3 separate regions of the Mus musculus genome follow, and all the other regions are linked to region 2. The links are chromatin contacts, called in public Hi-C maps. All regions are on one chromosome and are shown on one strand. Each heading gives the region's core, a stretch centred on a gene start, on an enhancer-like site or on the middle of the called end of the contact. The rest is flanking DNA. Distances are from core to core; before and after follow the strand shown.

What was found. Hi-C and Micro-C count contacts between places; a contact is called where the count stands out from the background.
Region 1: a Hi-C map of liver shows a contact between it and region 2, with 3 times the contacts expected there. The contact joins the enhancer-like site here to the promoter of Met in region 2. A contact is called at or near these places in 5 of 39 promoter capture datasets (the 3T3-L1 cell line, hematopoietic stem and progenitor cells, liver and 2 more), 1 of 15 datasets of contacts at CTCF or cohesin (the NIH/3T3 cell line), 17 of 484 Hi-C or Micro-C datasets (the AML12 cell line, the Patski cell line, beige adipocytes and 11 more), 14 of 115 datasets of contacts at active chromatin or transcription factors (the NIH/3T3 cell line, bone marrow-derived macrophages, craniofacial prominence and 10 more) and 3 of 9 other capture datasets (adipose tissue, liver and pancreatic islet).
Region 3: a contact with region 2 is called in a Hi-C map of cortical neurons, with 2.1 times the contacts expected there. The contact joins the enhancer-like site here to the promoter of Met in region 2. A contact is called at or near these places in 5 of 39 promoter capture datasets (the 3T3-L1 cell line, 3T3-L1-derived adipocytes and liver), 1 of 15 datasets of contacts at CTCF or cohesin (the NIH/3T3 cell line), 13 of 484 Hi-C or Micro-C datasets (the AML12 cell line, bone marrow-derived dendritic cells, cortical neurons and 9 more), 5 of 115 datasets of contacts at active chromatin or transcription factors (the NIH/3T3 cell line, bone marrow-derived macrophages, embryonic fibroblasts and 2 more) and 1 of 9 other capture datasets (pancreatic islet).

Annotation. Positions count from the first base shown.
Region 1 is chr6:17,567,462-17,570,161 of GRCm38.p6, reverse strand. The region is part of intron 20 of Met (met proto-oncogene); the gene reads right to left. Among named protein-coding and RNA genes, the nearest start is that of Gm52893, 27 kb to the right of the region's middle. Within about 2 kb of position 1,326, at least 8 of the 459 cell types and tissues checked have an H3K27ac peak or open chromatin away from gene starts, as enhancers often do. A contact at or near this core is called in hepatocytes and liver, where this site is marked.
Region 2 is chr6:17,462,615-17,465,314 of GRCm38.p6, reverse strand. Met (met proto-oncogene) reads right to left here and starts at 1,358. Exons shown (of 22, transcript NM_008591.2): 1 at 1,067-1,358.
Region 3 is chr6:17,384,246-17,386,945 of GRCm38.p6, reverse strand. No RefSeq gene overlaps it. Among named protein-coding and RNA genes, the nearest start is that of Gm46953, 3.7 kb to the right of the region's middle. Within about 2 kb of position 1,270, at least 15 of the 459 cell types and tissues checked have an H3K27ac peak or open chromatin away from gene starts, as enhancers often do. A contact at or near this core is called in cortical neurons and granulocyte-monocyte progenitors, where this site is marked.

The sequences.
Region 1 (2,700 bases), core at 77-2,576, 100 kb before region 2:
AACTAATCCAATTGCTAGGCAACAGTTTTCTATTGAAAACTAATTTCAATAAATCTGAACATGCTAAAGTGCCTGGTTAATGCGAAACAGCTGTATCAGTATTTTCCTGGAAGACCAGAGAGACATGGAGGGGCTAAGGGAGTTGCTAAAATCCCCTTATGTATCTGAATTCACACTGGCAAACACATTTAAGGAGTTCCTGACCCTCAGGTCTGGCAGTGTCTATTGAACTTCACAGATAGGCATTTTCTTGATTTAAAGCTCCCTACTCAAAATAGCACAGGTCAGTCATATCATTCTTCCTACCCCACCCCCACCGGACATGAGACAACCTTGACAGGGAGGTAAGTCAGCATAGGCAAGTCACCCTGTGCAGAGGACACAGGACAATAGTTTTTGCTAGGTGACATTTCCAGGTCATTTCCATACAAAAGAGCCTATGGGAAGGGGATGAGGCGCACGCGTGTGTGTCTGTGTGTGTAAGAAAGAGAATCTATACCAAAAAGGAAGTTAGAACCAAATATAGCTCAGAATATTTAGCGAAAAGAGCAATATATGTCTTGGAATCCTGAGACAGAAGGAAACTCTGGAGCTCCAGGGTCAGCTCTCTAGTTGTTAGAGCTGCCAAAGCCATCACATTAATGGCTCTTTCCTTTGTTCAAATATAAGAGCCACCCCTCCCTTTTTCTATCTATCTATCTATCTATCTATCTATCTATCTATCTATCTATCTATCTATCTATCTATCTATCTATCTATTGTGTGTGTGTGTGTGCATGTGCACACATGCTATGGCGAATACATGGAGGTCAGAGAATAACTCCCAGGATTCAGTTCTCTCCGACCACCTTGTGGGGTCACAATGGGGAGCAGACAGGTCCTCTGGCCTGTGTGCAAGCACCTCTACCCACCAAACAACTGTGCCGGCCCTCAAGAGCTCTCCTGCCCTTTTTCTTAGGATTGGGGGTACTGTCTCACCCTGTAGTCTACTTTGGCCTTGAGCTGGCAGCAACCTTCCCACCTCTGCCTCCTGAGAGCGGTGTTATAAATAACGAGCCACTCTCGTCTGTTTCAAGAGCCATTAAGATCATCGAAGTAGGGAACACAAATCCTCTCCCAGGAGCGAGCTAGATAATTTCACTCTCAACTCAGCCTCTCATCAAAGTTTTCATGCATGTAAACTCTTATTCTGGAAACTTACGGGGTAAACACTTAAGCTCTAGAACTTCAGTTAAAATTTAAGTCCATTGAACAAGTGCCGACTGATCTTTGACCCTGTCCAAGTCAGTTATTGTCCAGATAGGTAGGTCCCAGGGCTGATTGAACTGTGTTAACAGTGTTGTGCAATAAGTCTGTAACTGTAATAGAGACTGATGATAGAGAAACAGGACAGCTGCTGTGAAAAATCAGAGAGCACCAGAAAGATTATGGGAGGACGGAGGGGAAAATGGATCTCCGGGAAGAGGCACAAACTGACCCAAGAGTTCATGGCGTCAGACATCAGGATGGAGCCGTGTAGTAGCCAGAGTATGGCCATGAAGCTAGGTATGCTGGCACGCATCTCTAATCCTAGACTTGGGAAGCTGAGGCAGAAGACTAATGAATCTGAGGCCAGACAGAAGTGCTAGAGACCCTGTCTCAAACTCTTATCTCCCTCCAAAACGCACAGGTATTTCTTCCTGTTGAATTTCCAATACTGGAGAAGTCACACTTCTCACCGGTGGAGTAGGTCATGAGGAGATATGGTTTCAGCAAAACTGTGAGGGGAGGTTTTCAAATGTTGAAAATGGGCTAGGCTGAAGCTGATGAGCCATGGCTGCCATGTGCCTGGGGACTGTGACCTCAAAGGTACGTAAGGCAAAAGGAGACTCTAGCAGGAGACACGGCTGAGTTGGTGGAGAGTTTTCCTAGCATGCACAAAGCCCTGGGTTCCTTTCCCAGTACATATAACATCAGGAATGGTAGAACACGCCCATCATTCTAGCTCCCAGGAGGCAGAAGCAAGAGTGTCAGAAGGTCAAGAACTTCCTCAGCTGCATTGTAAGTTTGGGACCATCCTGGGCTACAAGAGTAAGACTCTGTCCAGCCTGGGCTACAAGAGTAAGACTCTGACCATCTTGGGCTACAAGAGTAAGACTCTGTCTAAAATTAAAAAAAAAATGGAGACGTTGGTTGACAGATCCTCAAACGGAGGATTCGGAATATGAACAGGGAAGGGAACTTCAGTGTACAAGAAACACGAGAGCCTGTGGATCTTTCCTCCAAGTCCGAAGCCAGAAGAGTGTCTGCCATACAGTGCAGCATGTGTAGGCATCACTTCCTACCCCAATTATTTATTTCATAATGGCTATTATGAATGGTTTGACAACGACCATAGCCTTGAAGTATAAATAACTTTGTACGTGTTGTAGGGACAAGGAAGCCAGAGTTGTGAGAGGCTGATGAGCTCCAGGGTCTGTGATGGAGAGGGGGTAGAATAGAGAAAAAAAAAGACTCTCGAATTCCGTATACCTCAGACAATGACATCAGAAGGGAGTTGGAGGTCTCCTGGGACAAAAGTTAGACAGATACAGCTTCCCGAAAGCATTGTCCTAGGCTATAATGAAACACTTGCCCGATGGCCCACCCATATGCAGAATACACAACTGACGCAAACAACTCAAGCCAAAATGAGGGTAAGGTATGATTAGACGTCTCATC
Region 2 (2,700 bases), core at 109-2,608:
TGTAAATAATCCGGGCAACACTAACACTGGGGCATAAAAGCACAATTTATGTCCCAGTAGCAAAGGGAAACACCGTGTACATCGTTTTCAGATCATCTCCATGCAGAGGAAATTCATTAGTCAGCTATAATAGTTGAGCTATAAAGGAAAATAACGTTCTGCTGAATCCATTTGCATGGCAATGTGTGTGTGTGTGGCTGGCTGCTGGAAGCGACAGAATAAACCTCCACCCAATGCTACAAAATGCTGACAGTCTTCCTAAAATTCTGTCTATATTCTATCCAGTTACAGCGTTTACAATCTCCTCATAGTCATGGACCGTTTTAACTTGGCCATTAGAGCCTCCTGATTATTTTGCTTAAGAAAGTTGACAATTTTTCATTCTGCCCCAGAGCTGCTTTGAACAGAAGCCTGTGATAAGGGAAAAGCCACTGGACGAGCATTCATGCGTGAGCCCCTAGAACCCCTGCCAACTGCCAAATTAGCAAATGGCTCTTCTAAACATAAAAAGGTAGGAAATGGGAAACCACAGTTTGGAATAAATTCTGCATTGTACTTTCTTTGGTCTTTTAATAATTACACCGCTACTAGCCAGACTACCTGACCTCTGGTTATAATGTATTTCACCTCCACTGAGTCCCAGGAAAAAAAAAAGATAAAGTGGGATAGAAAATGATGGATCACACCCTCCGTGTGTTTGCCAGGAATAAAAAATTCAGACCATCCCAGAAACACCTGCCCTTGAGAAAGACACCCCCACCCCCTCCTCGCGCGCTCCCTCAAGGCAGATAAAGCAAGACTAGGAACAAGGAAATAGCTGGGCTCAAACCTTGCCGGCTGTATCACCCTGGACAGGGTGACCGATCCCTTCTGTAAGGGCTGAGTCAGATCCCAGAGGTGAAACTTGCAGAGCTACAGCAGCCCTGGAGCACCTAATGCTCTTGGCGCCCCTGAGTCACACAGGTGGCCGTCAACAACACTCCTTCTAAAGCGACAAGCTCAATTCTAGTTTGCACCTCCCCGACCCCATACCTTCAGTTTCCTAAGCCCCCGGGCTCGCACCCACCTCGGTGGTCTTGTCCTCCAGAGCAGTAGCCAGTTCCCTTAGTGGAACAAAGAAAGCAGAGGGGCTGGGAGAGGCTGGGTGCCTGATCGACGCGGCTGGAGTTTGTACCTTGGGGTGCCCGGAGCGCGCGGCGCCGAAGTCAGCCGGCTGGGGACCACCCGCGCGCTCCGCCCTTCTCCAGCGAGTCAGCGGTCGCCCAGCATCTGGCTCCGCACAGGGTCACCCGGGCTCGGACGCTGCGGGCGGCGAGGCCGTCCGGGTCACCTGCGGCCCGGGCCGAACCCCGCCGAGCGCCCTCGGACTGCTCCGCCCCTTCCCACACGCGCCCTGCCCGGCCCGTGACTCAGCCGGGCAACAGCGGCGCCCGGGCGCGTCCGGGCTGGAGGCGAAGAGACCCGGGTACCCGCCCCAGCACGTGTCTGTTCGTCCCTGTCGCTCTAGGTTTGTCCCCAACGGTCCCTCCTGGGGCCCGAGATGGGGACTGGCACCACCCTTGGAGGGTTGGGGGGGGGGGGGTTGGCGTCCCCGCCCTTCCCGCAGCCAGTACGCTTAGCCCGGGGGGTCGCACTTCCTCAAGCCCCGCCCCACCCCCCGCCCTCGGCAAGGTGAAACTTTCTAGGTGGAGAAGTTTCCCTCTCCCCAGCTATGCGCTTTCTCTTCCTCCTCCAGTTCTGGAGTCTGAAGCCAGCGCAGAGGGAGATCAGTGGCCCCGAGTCTCCCCCTCCTGGTGCTCCAAAGTCACCCGCGCAAAGCGCACGCACCCCCTGGCGCACCCCGGAGCTGCAGCCTCTCTCACGCCCGAGGTGGCGGCCCCGCACTCACCCGCGTGGACAGAGATCTAGGCGCCACGGAAACAAGGCGCTCATTGTCACAGACAATGTTGGGAGTGCATGGACGGATTGTCCCAATGATTTCATTTTGCAATCATTATCCCCCTAGTATAATTTCTCAGATTTCTGGAAGAACCCCAGGAGTTTAACCCAGGGGAGGCTTCTGGTTAATTTTCACTTTTTTTTCCTCATAGCTGGACACAGGGTAATTAAATAGACAAATGGACACAAGGCGGTTACATAGACAAATAGCAACTAACAAATCCAACACATAAGTTCAAATCTCGAATATTAAAAGAAATTGAAAAGGATTTACTTAGGAAGATTCGTTTATTAGAATCGTTTCTAAAATTTTGCATTTCCCTACAAGGATACAATAAGGTGAAAGGATCTAAGGAATCCATTGCCTTTTAGAATAGGAGTTCTTTCCAATTGTCAGAAGAGCTGATTCGATAATGGACATAGAGGTATGTATAGAAGTAACTTTGAGAGTCATTCAAGCCACAGCCACTATACAGGTGCAGGGGACACGTCTTACACACAGAGCAAAGACAAGGAAGGTCTCATACATTTCTTATAACTGCGCTATGTATGTGTTCAGTACATTACCAGACACTAGACAGAGCTATTTCAGTCCCAAGAGCAGTTTACCTCACCACTCCTCAGTTTGATGGAAAAGGAAAGTTCCTATTACAGTTTTGGAGGCCTGCACGGAATCATTTTGCAGATGAATAAAACAGCCCGTACGAATTCCTAGGAAGCTCACACAGCTGGTATTAAGAAAGCCAGGGTTAGAACCCAGTT
Region 3 (2,700 bases), core at 21-2,520, 78 kb after region 2:
TATGCCACATATTCAGGCAAAAGCAATGTGGCTATATATATATATATATATATATATATATATATATACATATATATATATAATTTTCTTTTAATTGGGACCACCTTTTATGTTCTGTCTTCATTGTATTAAAAAAGAAGGCAGTCAGGAGTGTGGTAAGACGAGAAGAACTGAAAACATCATTCTACTACTCAAGCTTGTATGCACTTTGAGTGTGCCTCTGTGACTGGACACAGGAGGGATAGAAGGCATCTCACTGGACATGTGACCAATTATTAACAACACTCTAGTTATCTTTTCTATTGACTCAAGGTGTTTGAAAATGTCAAGGTTGCAAAATAGAAGTGCTTGTTTTTCTTTCTTTCTTTCTTAAAGGATGATTAGGGGTGTTTTGTAACTTTGAAATTAAATATTAATTTCAAAAGATATTCATTTCCCCCTCACCACACAGAGGCACTTTTGTGATCAATGTGTGCAGTTTCAGCAAGATAACTGTCCCTAGAGAAATGCCTTCAGGGGAGTGTCTTTCTCAGGCACCTTTCACTTAGTAGCATTATTTTTACATAGATGTTCTTACATTTATATTATGCATTAATTAACAGTCCATACTTTAAGAAGTTAAAAAAGTTAATTTTTATACATTTTTACTTCCCTTCAAAGATTATAAATATTTTAAATTACCTACTGAGTTTAATAATGGACATTTAATATCCTTATCTGAGTATAGTTCCCCAATTGCTGTCCATTAGCTTTGTGTATGTGATATATCTTTTGATCGATACAATGTACTTACATGCACAAATGGGAAAGGGTCTTTTTCCTTGTTCAGTTAACACTTATGGGGAGGACACACCCCTTCTCTGCTCAGTTAAATATTCTCTTTTGGCTCCTTTCTTTTCCTTCCCCTTTGAATCATTTTGCCCATATTTAGAGCAGACATAGGCACTAGGATCAGAGCACCAACTAGGCACAGAGCCTCATAAAAAGCCTTTGCCATGGTGGAATGACATTGCCAAGAACTTGTAAGATTAGTAATCTCATAATATCAGAATAAGACCAATAACCAGTTGCATGAAACTCTCAAAGAACTAACAAAGAAAGAAAGAAAAGAAGAAAACAGAAGTATATCTGATAATATCTGCTTCGAAAATTGATTGTGCAATCTTTACCCCCATGGTAAATTGCGTCACAAAGAGACGGTTATATACCAGATTAAATTAACTGTTGTGAGTTTAGGAAGAGCCAAGGGAAACTGGGTATTCCTGTCTGTGGTCAATGCATTTCCTTTTTGAGATAAATTTTAGGGAAGTCAAGCTGTGATGGAGCAGATTGCATAGTGAGCACCAGGCAGGAAAACATGGAAAATGAGGAGCCGATTATGCAGTGATCTCCCCAGGCATCGAGGGCATGTCCTCCTCCACTTGGTGAGGGTGAGTCCTCCCTGACCTGGTGAGGGTGAGCCCTCCCCCACCTGGTGAAGGTGAGTCCTCCTCCACTTGGCGAGGGTGAGTCCTCTTGTTCCTTTCCCTCTTGGGTTGCACTCGGAGCTCGGTTGAGCACTCCCACTACTCACCTCTTTGAGACTATTATCTCTTTCCACTGCCCGATTTCCAACATGCCAACCACTTGGATTCCTTCACACCTTGCTCCCACCCTCATTGTTCCTTGTGAATGACTTTTTTTCTGCAGGAAACACTTATATCTGAGCAGATATGGAAATCCTTCTAGCCTCTGCGTTCTGAGCAGCAGATTGCATGAAAGTTAATTAGTTTAATTTATGGAAGTCTGTTTTGCATTCTTAAGCTTGTGGTTTCAAAGGAAATAATACTTGCTATATGACAATCCCCTTCTTTCTTTGGGCTGTTCTGTACGTGACATTGTTGTATGGTTGGACCTTCAGCACTAACATTTTAGGGGTAGATAGCTGCCTCACGTGGCTATAAGCTCTTAGACAAGTATTCACAGCAGTTATGTTTGGGGTGCTTCATCAATAAAATAGAGAAGAAGATTTTGAGTAGATTGGCAGCAGGCCTTACTGCTGAGGTCTCCTCTGTAGTCCTCTTTGTTTTCTGTTGTCATTTGTTTACTTAGAAACTATAGCTGATATCTTATTAGCAATTTAAGAAACCAATGTTTTCGTGGTATGTGTGTGTGTGTGTGTGTTTGCATGCGTGTATGTATGGTGTGCAGATGTGTGAATACATTCTTGTGCTACGTGTGCACAACTATGTGGAGGCCACAGGAGTACACCCAGTGCCCTATTCTCTGCCTTACTTTCTTGGACCTGGAGCTAAGCTGGCAGCCATTAGATCCCTGAGCTTTGCCTCTGTAAAAGCCGCATGATTGTGGTTATAGGTATGTGTGGTCCCAGTTGGCTTTTAGGTGGATGCTGAGGATTTCCATTCAGGTTCCCAAGTTTGCACAGCAAGTGTTCTTTCCCAACAAGTCACCACCGCAGTCCCTCTCCTCAGCATCTTCTTACAATCTGAAGCTTCATCAGAAATTGCAAAGTGTTAGACGGTGAGTGGGGATAAAGACTGCAGCTGAGGCTCCCAGCAGGTACAGAAGCTGGGGGCTGGTTCCTACTCCAAGTGCACAGGGCTCACTGTTAGGAGCAATGGAGAATGGATGAAGAGAGCAGGTAATCAAGGAAGCTCGAGGCTCTGCGGCAGGAGCTGTCACTACAGTTTCCGGGTGGAG